2 separate regions of the Triticum aestivum genome follow, and region 2 is linked to region 1. The links are chromatin contacts, called in public Hi-C maps. All regions are on one chromosome and are shown on one strand. Each heading gives the region's core, a stretch centred on a gene start, on an enhancer-like site or on the middle of the called end of the contact. The rest is flanking DNA. Distances are from core to core; before and after follow the strand shown. Region 1 holds the start of LOC123181595. Region 2 holds the start of LOC123168743 (U-box domain-containing protein 33).

Region 1 (4,672 bases), core at 1,453-3,952:
CATTGGATTTGTTTAACTGAACTGAAAATTCCAGGTCAGCTATTATACCCTTTTAAATCCTTTGAACAAACAGCCTTTGCCATTTCTTCATCACTATAGAAAAAGAAGAGATGCAGTGTATGGCACAACCCCAGTTGCACGAACAGACCAGGCAGGAGTTCAGGTTCAGTGTATGTTGCTCAGATTCCCGGCATCTTTTAGCTCCCGCCATGTAAGATTCCGGTCGATCGGAATTGGAAACCCGGCGACTAATCCGTGGAACGCATTTGTTTACGTGATCACGGAAGGAGCAAGGCCGAGCTCTTCACAACCGAGGCTTGGATCGAGTTGACCAATGGCTCCGTCGCGAGGCTAGCTATACTTGCAGCACGTCGCTGTCGCGCACTGCTGTGCTGCCCCGTCTGGCTTTCTCCTCCCACGGCGACGCGCCACCGTCCCAAAAGTCGCCTACTCATGCTACAAGGCTACGAGCACATAGCTGTTGCCGCCCGCCCTCAGCCGCGCGAGACATCGAGCTCCACGCACGTACGGGGCGATCGAGGAGGATCGGCTGGCTAGCTCGGGCGGAGACGACCGGTCGATGGAGGCTGCGGCGGCGGCGGCGGAGGAGGAGGAGAAGGTGTTCGTCGCGGTGCCGGCGGAGCCCAGGGCGGGGCAGTCGACGCTGGCGTGGGCTCTCCGCCATCTCCACGGCGGCGCCGCCACCACCATCGTCGTCATGCACGTGCATGTCCCGGCGCAGATGATCCCCATCAGTACGTGCGTTCCTTCCTCGCCACATCGTCGAACTCTGCTCTCTTAGCTACTGCGGGTCTCATCCATCACATGTTTGGTCCTGTCCTAAAATCTCAGTGGGGGTCAAGTTCCACGCCGATAAGCTGAGCCCGGAGCCGGTGCGCGTGTTCAGAAGGGCGGAGCGTGAGAGGGCCGACGAGATGCTGGACGACTACATCCACCAGTGCTCGCAAATCAAGGTGCCATTCTCGAAATAAAAGAACTTCCCTTCTTCTCAACAATTTACACAGTGTCTGCAAATTCCAGGTGAAATGCGAGAAGCTGGTGGTCGGGAAGGAAGACGCCGCGTCCGGTCTTGTCGAGCTCATTCGGCTCCATGGAATCACCAAGCTAGTGATCGCAGCCGCCGCGGACAGGCACTACTCGAGGTATGATATCTGTCGGGGCAGAACTCTGTTTCTTGCACATACAGACATGCTCTGTATTTTATTTTATTTTAATAAAATTTTGGGTAGGGACAGGGAGCTCTGAAACATTTAAACTTCCACGTTTATGATTTTTCATATCCGGTTTCAGAAAGCTCGACAAGCCTGTGTCCAAGACAGCGACAGAAATAATGCAGAGAGCTGATCCATCATGCAAGATCTGGTTCGTCTGCAAGGAGCAGTTAGTCTGTACCAGGTAAACATTTTCATCTGATTTAGCAGCTTTCCGATTTCTCTTTTTCTTTTTTTTTTGCGAAGAAGCTTTCCGATTTCTCATGGCTAATGGATTATGGATAGCAGAGTTCCAAAAATCTCTGACTCTCCAACGAAATTTATTTCAGCAAACTGACTCAGGTATCCATTGCAGGGACAAGGAAGTACAAATTGCACCATCAACTGTTGCTGCACCTTTGCTCCCTAATCTTGGCCATGAAGTTCTGGATTTGCAATCTCCCCAGGAAGAGGTGCATCAGATCATGCAACCACACCTTCTAATTTCCTTTTTTTTTTGCGGGGCACACCTTCTAATTTCCAACACTCTTTTTTTTGTTTTGTTTTTTTGCAAAAATGGCGGGATTCATCATTGTGCTTCTTAATTCTTTATTTCGTCTAACCTTTGCAGGGTGACACCGAGATGGAACCGAGTTTCGACGATGAACTCGAAGAGGCACGCAAAGCAGTCGAGGAGCTGATGAGAAGAGCTCTGAAGGAATCCTGCAGGCGCCAAAAGGCAGAAGAAGAAACAGCCGCATCTCTCCACAAAGTACAACCGGACCGGAATTGGATATGAGCTTCAGTGCAAGACAAGGCAAAATTAAGCCTGCATTGTACTGGTATTTTCTTCGGAGCTTGATCGGAACTGTGAACCTTGCAGGCGCAAGAACACGAGGAGCTGTACCTTGAGGAGGTGAAGAAGAGGGAGGAGCTCGAAGCAGCTCTGGCGAGAGCAGACGGAGAAATCGCGCGGCTACGACAGGCAATCCAGCAAAAACACGACCGGGGAGGCAGTCACGGCGAGATCGATGCTTGAACAGCACATCGTCGTCACGGGCGACGATGCGACGAAATCCAACTTTGGCGCCGCGGCCGCAGCCGGGCGATTTTAGAGCAGCGGCGGGGTAACCCGGCGGAGCCTTTTCCGTGGTGAAGGGTGATGCAATGCCGCAATGGTGGAAGAGAGCTGGAGGCACCGCCCAGCAAGAGGGCTGGGAAGGTGCCCGATGAGACGGGGTTCGCCTAGAGTGCCGGTGCGGTCAGCCGCTGGCTCGCGCGCTCTGGGTTTTGCGCCGTGGCAGTGCTCTGTTTCCTTGTGATTCGAATGCAGCAGAGGCGGTATCGTGCGTGACGTACCAAATTTGTCGTCACTGTACTAATTTGGGTACCTGCTAGCAAGTACTTCCTCCTTAAAAAAATATAAGAGCGTTCGTGATCTCTTATATTTAGGAAAACGTTTCAGGTCGGAGCGCCGGCCGAGCGCTCCACCGGATGCGTGTGGGACGTGGGATTGAATTTGATCCAACGACCACGAGGTATCTGCTGTAGGTCCACGGGGCAGCCCCACTCTCCCTTATCTTCTTTTGCTCTGCCTTATCTTCTCCCACGATGAATTTCTTTCAAATCCTTTCTCTCATCCACCTCAAAATCCATCTCTCTCTTGCTCCCTCACAAAATCCGACGAGCTCCGGCCGGCCGTTCTCCTCTTTCCTCTTGGATCCCCATCCCCCTCCGGCGACGAGCTCCACACACGCCGCAGCCGCTGCATCCCCATCGGCTTTCTCCCCTGGCAGTACATACGGCTGCAGCTCGCACTGCTGCAAGGGGGCGGGGCCGAGAAGGAGCGGAGTCGCTGTTGTGAGGTTGCTGCTGCTAGCCATCAACGCCATGGCCGCCGCCTCCCCCTCATATGGTCGTGGTCGTGGCGCTGGAGCAGGCGGTGGAAACGATGGCCTCCGGTGCTACAACCGGTGAGTCTTTTTGCTGGAACCGGCCGACAAAAAAGCTTCAACCACACTGACCAGTGCTGGAACCAGGCAATCGTCGAGTAGTTTTTGCTGCCACCTCCTTTCTTTGCTACAAATGGCATGATTTTTTGCTGGATCCGTCGAGAAATTTTGTTGCGACCATCGGCGGCGATGCATGTTTTTGCTACAACCAGCACGACGATGCGCTGGTGTTTTTTGCTTTGAGATTGTTTTGCTGGAACCAGTGTTTTCTTTTGCTGGAACTGGCTAATGTGTTTGATACAATCGATCATCGGAGTTTTTTGCTGCTGGGATTTTTGCTGGAACCACTATTAAGTTTTGCTGGAAGTGGCAAATATTTTTGTTTCAACGGAGTACCGAAGTTTTTTGTTACTTTAGATTTTTTTTGCTGGAGATGACGGTGCAAGTCGACGACGGCAGCGAGCCGGAGACGAGGACGTCGGGATGCTGCAACCATGGTGATGGCGCTCTGGACCCTTCTTGTTCGAGCTGCAACCATGGTGAGTGGAGGCAGCCAAGGCGAGCACAGTGGCATGGGTCGCCGGCGAGCGCGGATGGCCGGCGTGGTGGCACAAGTCACCGGCAAGCTCGGGTAGCCGAGGACAAGCGAGGCGGCCGGCGAGCTTGCACGGAGTGGGGCATGCGCGCACGCTCACTTTTTCCTGATCTGCTTTTTCCTATGTGTGTTGACTTTATGGGGACGAAGTTAATTTTAATCTGACGGTTGAAAAATACTCTATCGAACGTACACGCAGCGACCGGCCCAAAAGTTGGCCGGTCCGCCGGCGCCTATCAGCGCCCTTATATTTGTTCACAGAGGGAGTACAGCATATACTCACCAGAAACGCTAAAAGCTGAGAGGGCAGAGATAGGTGCAGTTTTACTGTTTAGCGTTGGAGGACAGGAATTAGGTGCATTTTCATCAATGTCCTAAAATGTTGTTGTTTCTATGGAAACCAAAATTAAGATACACTCCTACGATTGACTAGTACTGAATTTTTTTTCTTCGTATATTACCTCATTACCTTCAAGATTTAAGCACATTATAATCTCTTTCCTTGTTTCTAGAAGCAAGAAGTCATACCCAAGCCTCTATTGCAGGCAAGGTTTTTGCCCCAACATTCACCCACTTGTGTGAAAGTGACCCATGGTGAATTGTGTACATGGCACGTGCCCTTTTTTTGGTATGTGGATGTGTACAAATGTCTTGTGTATTTAGAAATTTGATGCAAATTTTTTGAACGGGTGTGGCGATTGCTTTGGTTCGCTTAGCATTTTTTGGCTGCATGTGGGCCAGGCTGATGTGATTGTTCTTGGCCCGTTGACCTGGTTGTCTAGCGTTCCTTCCGTGGGCTTCCTTTCTTATCTGGCTTGCACGTGCCTCCTGATCGAGTTGTGGTGTCGTGCATCCGTGTATTCGGTTCTCGGTGCCGTTTTCCAGTCAAAAAAGGGTGCCGCTTCGATCGCGTA
Region 2 (4,572 bases), core at 945-3,444, 160 kb after region 1:
CTGAGATGTGGAGGATAGAATTCGGGGCTAAATCGTGAAAATCTAGCCCATAAAAGAACATCAGCCCTCGGACGAAAGGGTGGAGCGGGAAGCCCAATCCTTGGATAAAGTGGGGGACGAACACCACCCTCTTGCCATGTTGCGGCGAGGGGATGACCTAGCTCTCTTCTGGGGCACGTTGGACGACGGCGACCGGAAGATAGCCAGCGCGCTTCAGATCCTCGATATCCTTCTTGGTGACGGTCGAGGCCTCCCACTTGCCTCCCACGCCGGATCTGGCCATGGCCGAATTGAGGGAAAGGTTGAGGGGGGATTCTTGAGGGCGAAGGCGATAGGGCGCTGGAGCTCTGAAGGTTGGGAGAGGCGATGGCTAGGGGAAGGAGAAGGCGTGCTCTGATAAGGATGGTTGTTTCCCTTTTATAAGCGGCTGTAATACCTAAGGTCCTCTTATTACACCGCAAGCCTTGCCGTTTCCCGGTGCAATCGTGGCGTTGTGCGCGAAGTGGGATAACACAAATCATTAATCATATCCCTTAAAAAACGGGCACGATCTCCACCTCGATGGGGCGTGCCAATGGAGGCGCTGCCTCGAACCACGAATCGAGCATCTGCAACGGTTCGGTGTTTTTTTGACCAGGTGTGACTCTTCGCTGAAAAGTTGTCATACGAGGACACTGTTCACATTCGGGTGGTTGGCCTCTGCGGCTCAGATGCCGAGCATTGTTTGGTTAGCACATGGCCGGATTCCAGCTGAGCAGCCCTTGGAGCTCACCTGAAGGATATTATGCCGAACATAGAGAAGGGGAGGAACTTACCCCGCAAGCCGAAGACCTCGGGTGGATCAAGATCCCAAGACACGATGAAGCACCGGCGATTGGAGGCTAGTTCGGGGGCTACTGAGGGAGTCCTGAATTAGGAGGTCCTCGGGCAGCTGGCCTATCTCTCGTGGGCCGGACAGGTGGGCCGCTTTGCCGAGAGACACTCCCTCCCTTGGTGACCATCGTGGCTACATTGTTTCTCCTGCCCCCATCTTTCAATGCAGAAGTATATAAACAACAGCATGGGCCAACGCCACAATCCGTTTTCTATGCTCGACGTGTGCAACTACTCATTTATGCAGCTAACTAACTCACCCATTCTCTCGGCTCCAACAAACTAAACGGCTTGCCAGGTCACCTGACTCAACCTCTCAAGTATAGTTGCGTGTGTGTTCTTGAGAGGCCCGACCTTGTCCCCGGGCAGGGCCTGGCCCTAGATTTTGGGCCTGATGGCCTGGCCGGGCTTGGGCTTGTCATTTTTGCAATTTAAGGAAGAGGCCCAGCCCGAGGCTCGACGGGTTTTTTGACTGACAAGCCGGGCTCGGGCCTAACAACTAGGCCTGATGGTCGAGCCGGGCCGGGCCTAGGTTTTCTACTTCGGACTTTGTTAGGCCCGGCCTGAAGCCCGGCTCGGCCCGAGTTATGGCCAGGTATACTGTGAGCAAGAAGGGAGCGTAAAATCCCAGGGAGGAGCATAAAATCCTCTGGGAGCGTAAAATCCAGTTGAGAGAGAAGAGAGGGCTAGCATGTTGTAGCTCCAACAAAATTCATAAGTCCATTTCTTTTAGAAAGCCCAATTTTCGAGCCTTCCAGTAAAGTCCATTTTTAGAAGTAAACTTGAACCGGCTTATAGATTATTATACAGTTTTGCTAGAACTCATCTAGATGAGATATAGTTTGGACTCATTCATCTTTTATAGCCATTGGATGTGATGCTATAAGATGCGTGTGTGCTGACGTGGGTTGTATCTGTTTTTGTTTTCAAGGTGAATGAGACCAAATTATATCTCATCTAAATGAGTTCTAGGCACTCCCATTATTATAAGCTAAGAGTTGCTTCAAAGAAGTGGCCGTAGGTGTTGAGGTTGAGGCTTTGAGCATATGATGCAAGATTCGCAGCATCTTTATATCCTGCCGTGCAGGGAAAACTATATACGACAAATAACTAGTCAAACTCAAACCCAGATGACACGGTAATCATTCGGCATCAAATCGAGCCAAAAGTCCTGTAGTGACGCGACAAGCGAGTTCAGAACAACCTGAGCTTCGAAGTTGACTGGCGGTTCGGTCGGCTCCTCCGTGTCCAACGTCGCTGTCGCGTCCCGCCTTTGGCTTCCCCCTCTTCCCACGGGCCACGGCGACGCGCCACCGTCTCCCTCCCGTCCCCCGGGTCCAAAGTCTCCTCTACATATGAGCTAGTAGAATAGTTGAAACCCGCGCGTCGTCAACCGCAAGTTCCTGGTGCGAGCTCCAGGAAGCGAGGAGGAGCTAGCGACGATCGATCGATCGATGGAGGTGGCGGTGGCTGTGGAGGAGAACACTAGGAAGGTGTTCGTCGTGGTGCCGGCGGAGCGCAGGGCGGGGCGGTCGACGCTGTCGTGGGCTCTCGGCCATCTCTGCGGCGGAGCCACCACGGTGGTCGTCACGCACGTGCACGTCCCGCCGCAGATGATCCCCGTCAGTACGTGCTCGCCTTCATCTCGCATGCATTTGTTCCAGCCGGCACCTGCGAGCGCATCGTCGCTGACCTTTTCTTTCCTTGCTTGATTATCCATCTCAGTGGGAGCCAAGTTCCATGCCAGCAAGCTGAGCTCGGAGCAGGTGAGCTCCTTCAGAAGGATGGAGCGCGACAAGGCGGACAAGATGCTGGACGACTACGTCCATCAGTGCCGGAAAACCAAGGTACTCCGTCTCCGTTCCTTCCGGTTGAATGCTGAAACGTTTTCCATTTCTTCAACACTCAGCTTCTTAACACAAGGTTGAAAGGTTTCATCTGCTTATCAGCTTGCACAATGTCTGTAAACTCCAGGTGAGGTGTGAGAAGCTGGTGATCGAGAAGGAAGATGTCGCCTCCGGCCTCGTCGAGCTCATTGGCTTGTGCGGGATCACCGAGCTGGTGGTTTCGGCTGCCGCGGACCGGCAGTACTCCACGTATGATATCCTCCTGACACTGACAGAACTCTGTTTCTTGCAAATTCAGACATGCTCTGTATGTTTTTATAAGTTTTAACAAAAAGATGATCATTCAGAAGTGCAAGTTCCTTGTTTTTGGTTACAGAAAACTGGACAGACCTGTCTGCAGGACAGCAGCATCGATAATGCAGAGAGCTGGTCCATCGTGCAAGATCTGGTTCGTCTGCAAGGAGCAGTTAATCTGCACCCGGTAAATAAAAATCTGATGTCACAGCTTTCTATTTTTTTTCTACTGGTGACACTAATCGAAAACGGTGTTTCCAAAATCTATGAGACAGAAACCTTAGGAAACTGACTCGGATTTCCACTGTAGGGAAACGAAAGTAGAGATTGCATCATCTGCTGTCACTGCACCGTTGCTCCCTAATCCTGGCCATGAAGTCCTTCGTTTGTCAACTCACCAGGAAGAGGTGAGTGAGATCATTCAACAACTTCTCCTGAATTTTCAAACACTGCTTTTTGCAAGAATGTCAGGATGGCACGCTTCTGAACTTTGTTCTCTCTTCTAGCATGATGATGACAGTGAGGTTGAATTGGGGTTCCATGACGAGCTGAGAGAGGCATGCAGAGCAGCCGAGGACCTGATGAACAGAGCTCTGAGCGAATCCCACAGGCGCCAGAAGGCAGAGGAAGAAGTGGCCTCATGTCTCCAGAAAGTACAACCCCTTGTCATAAACCCAAATTCATCATAAACTAGCCAATTCCAGTTGGAAACATTTTTTTGATTCGAGACCTTGCATCGCAGGCCAAAGAACACGAGGAGCTGTACCTGGAGGAGGTGAAGAGAAGGAAGGAGCTCGAAGCAGCCCTGGCGAGAGCAGAGAAAGAAATTTCAGAGCTACGACAGGCAATCCAGCGGGACACGGCCGAGGAGGAATCCGAGGAGGCGACGGCGACGATATCGTCCCTGGGACAGCAAAGCACGAGCAAGGAAGAACCGGAGGCGGTGCTCTGGCACTGCCAGTGTCAGTGCCAGAGGAAGCTGGCCGCCGCGTCGTCTCCGTCGTCGGTCATCATACCATGGTCGCCCCGTGCCGACGAAGACGGGTTCACCTGCGAAGCCGGCGTGGCCGGGTGTTGCTGGCTCGACGGGATGCCGTCGCCCGAAGGCGTGGCCGTCGCCAGCGTCGCCCTACCGCTCGCGCGCCCCAGTTTTACCCTCCGTGCCGCGGTCCAGGTCTCCAGGAATACATGAGGCGGCAGCAGCAGCAGCAGCGGTGCCCGTTTCCTTGAATCGCCTTGGCAGCTTCTCCTTAGATTTTTCTTCGTCCTTCGTTTGCAAAAATCGCTTGTATATATACACGGGCACTCACATACGGGAACATTTTCAAAACATTAAATAAGTTATTTATTTTAGAAATGCAGTACAAACGCGGACGCTCACATACGGGAACGTCGCCTCTCACTGAACGCACATCACCGGAACATATGAAATAAATCCAGTAAAATGTGAGCACCCACTTGAACCTACGTGGGCTTGGTTTCAACTAAAGGAACCTGAACATCTGGGCTACACTCGATTTTGGAAAAACGAGGAAAATTCTAAAATTATGTAAAAAAT

What was found. A called contact is a pair of places that touch in the nucleus more often than the background predicts.
Region 2: a contact with region 1 is called in a Hi-C map of leaf, with 5 times the contacts expected there. The contact joins the promoter of LOC123168743 here to the promoter of LOC123181595 in region 1. A contact is called at or near these places in 4 of 5 Hi-C or Micro-C datasets (leaf, root and an unstated tissue) and 1 of 1 datasets of contacts at active chromatin or transcription factors (leaf).

The regions. Positions count from the first base shown.
Region 1 is chr1D:299,627,913-299,632,584 of IWGSC CS RefSeq v2.1, forward strand. LOC123181595 reads left to right here and starts at 2,703. Exons shown (of 2, transcript XM_044593899.1): 1 at 2,703-3,184; 2 at 3,581-4,416. The coding sequence starts at 2,823. The coding sequence ends at 3,923. It overlaps LOC123159031 (U-box domain-containing protein 33-like), which reads left to right and starts at 590. Exons shown (of 7, transcript XM_044576835.1): 1 at 590-755; 2 at 853-974; 3 at 1,042-1,163; 4 at 1,312-1,416; 5 at 1,588-1,684; 6 at 1,843-1,983; 7 at 2,095-2,250. The coding sequence starts at 719. The coding sequence ends at 2,250.
Region 2 is chr1D:299,791,535-299,796,106 of IWGSC CS RefSeq v2.1, forward strand. It overlaps LOC123168743 (U-box domain-containing protein 33), which reads left to right and starts at 2,195. Exons shown (of 7, transcript XM_044586615.1): 1 at 2,195-2,499; 2 at 2,599-2,720; 3 at 2,848-2,969; 4 at 3,097-3,201; 5 at 3,325-3,421; 6 at 3,521-3,667; 7 at 3,757-4,400. The coding sequence starts at 2,328. The coding sequence ends at 4,206.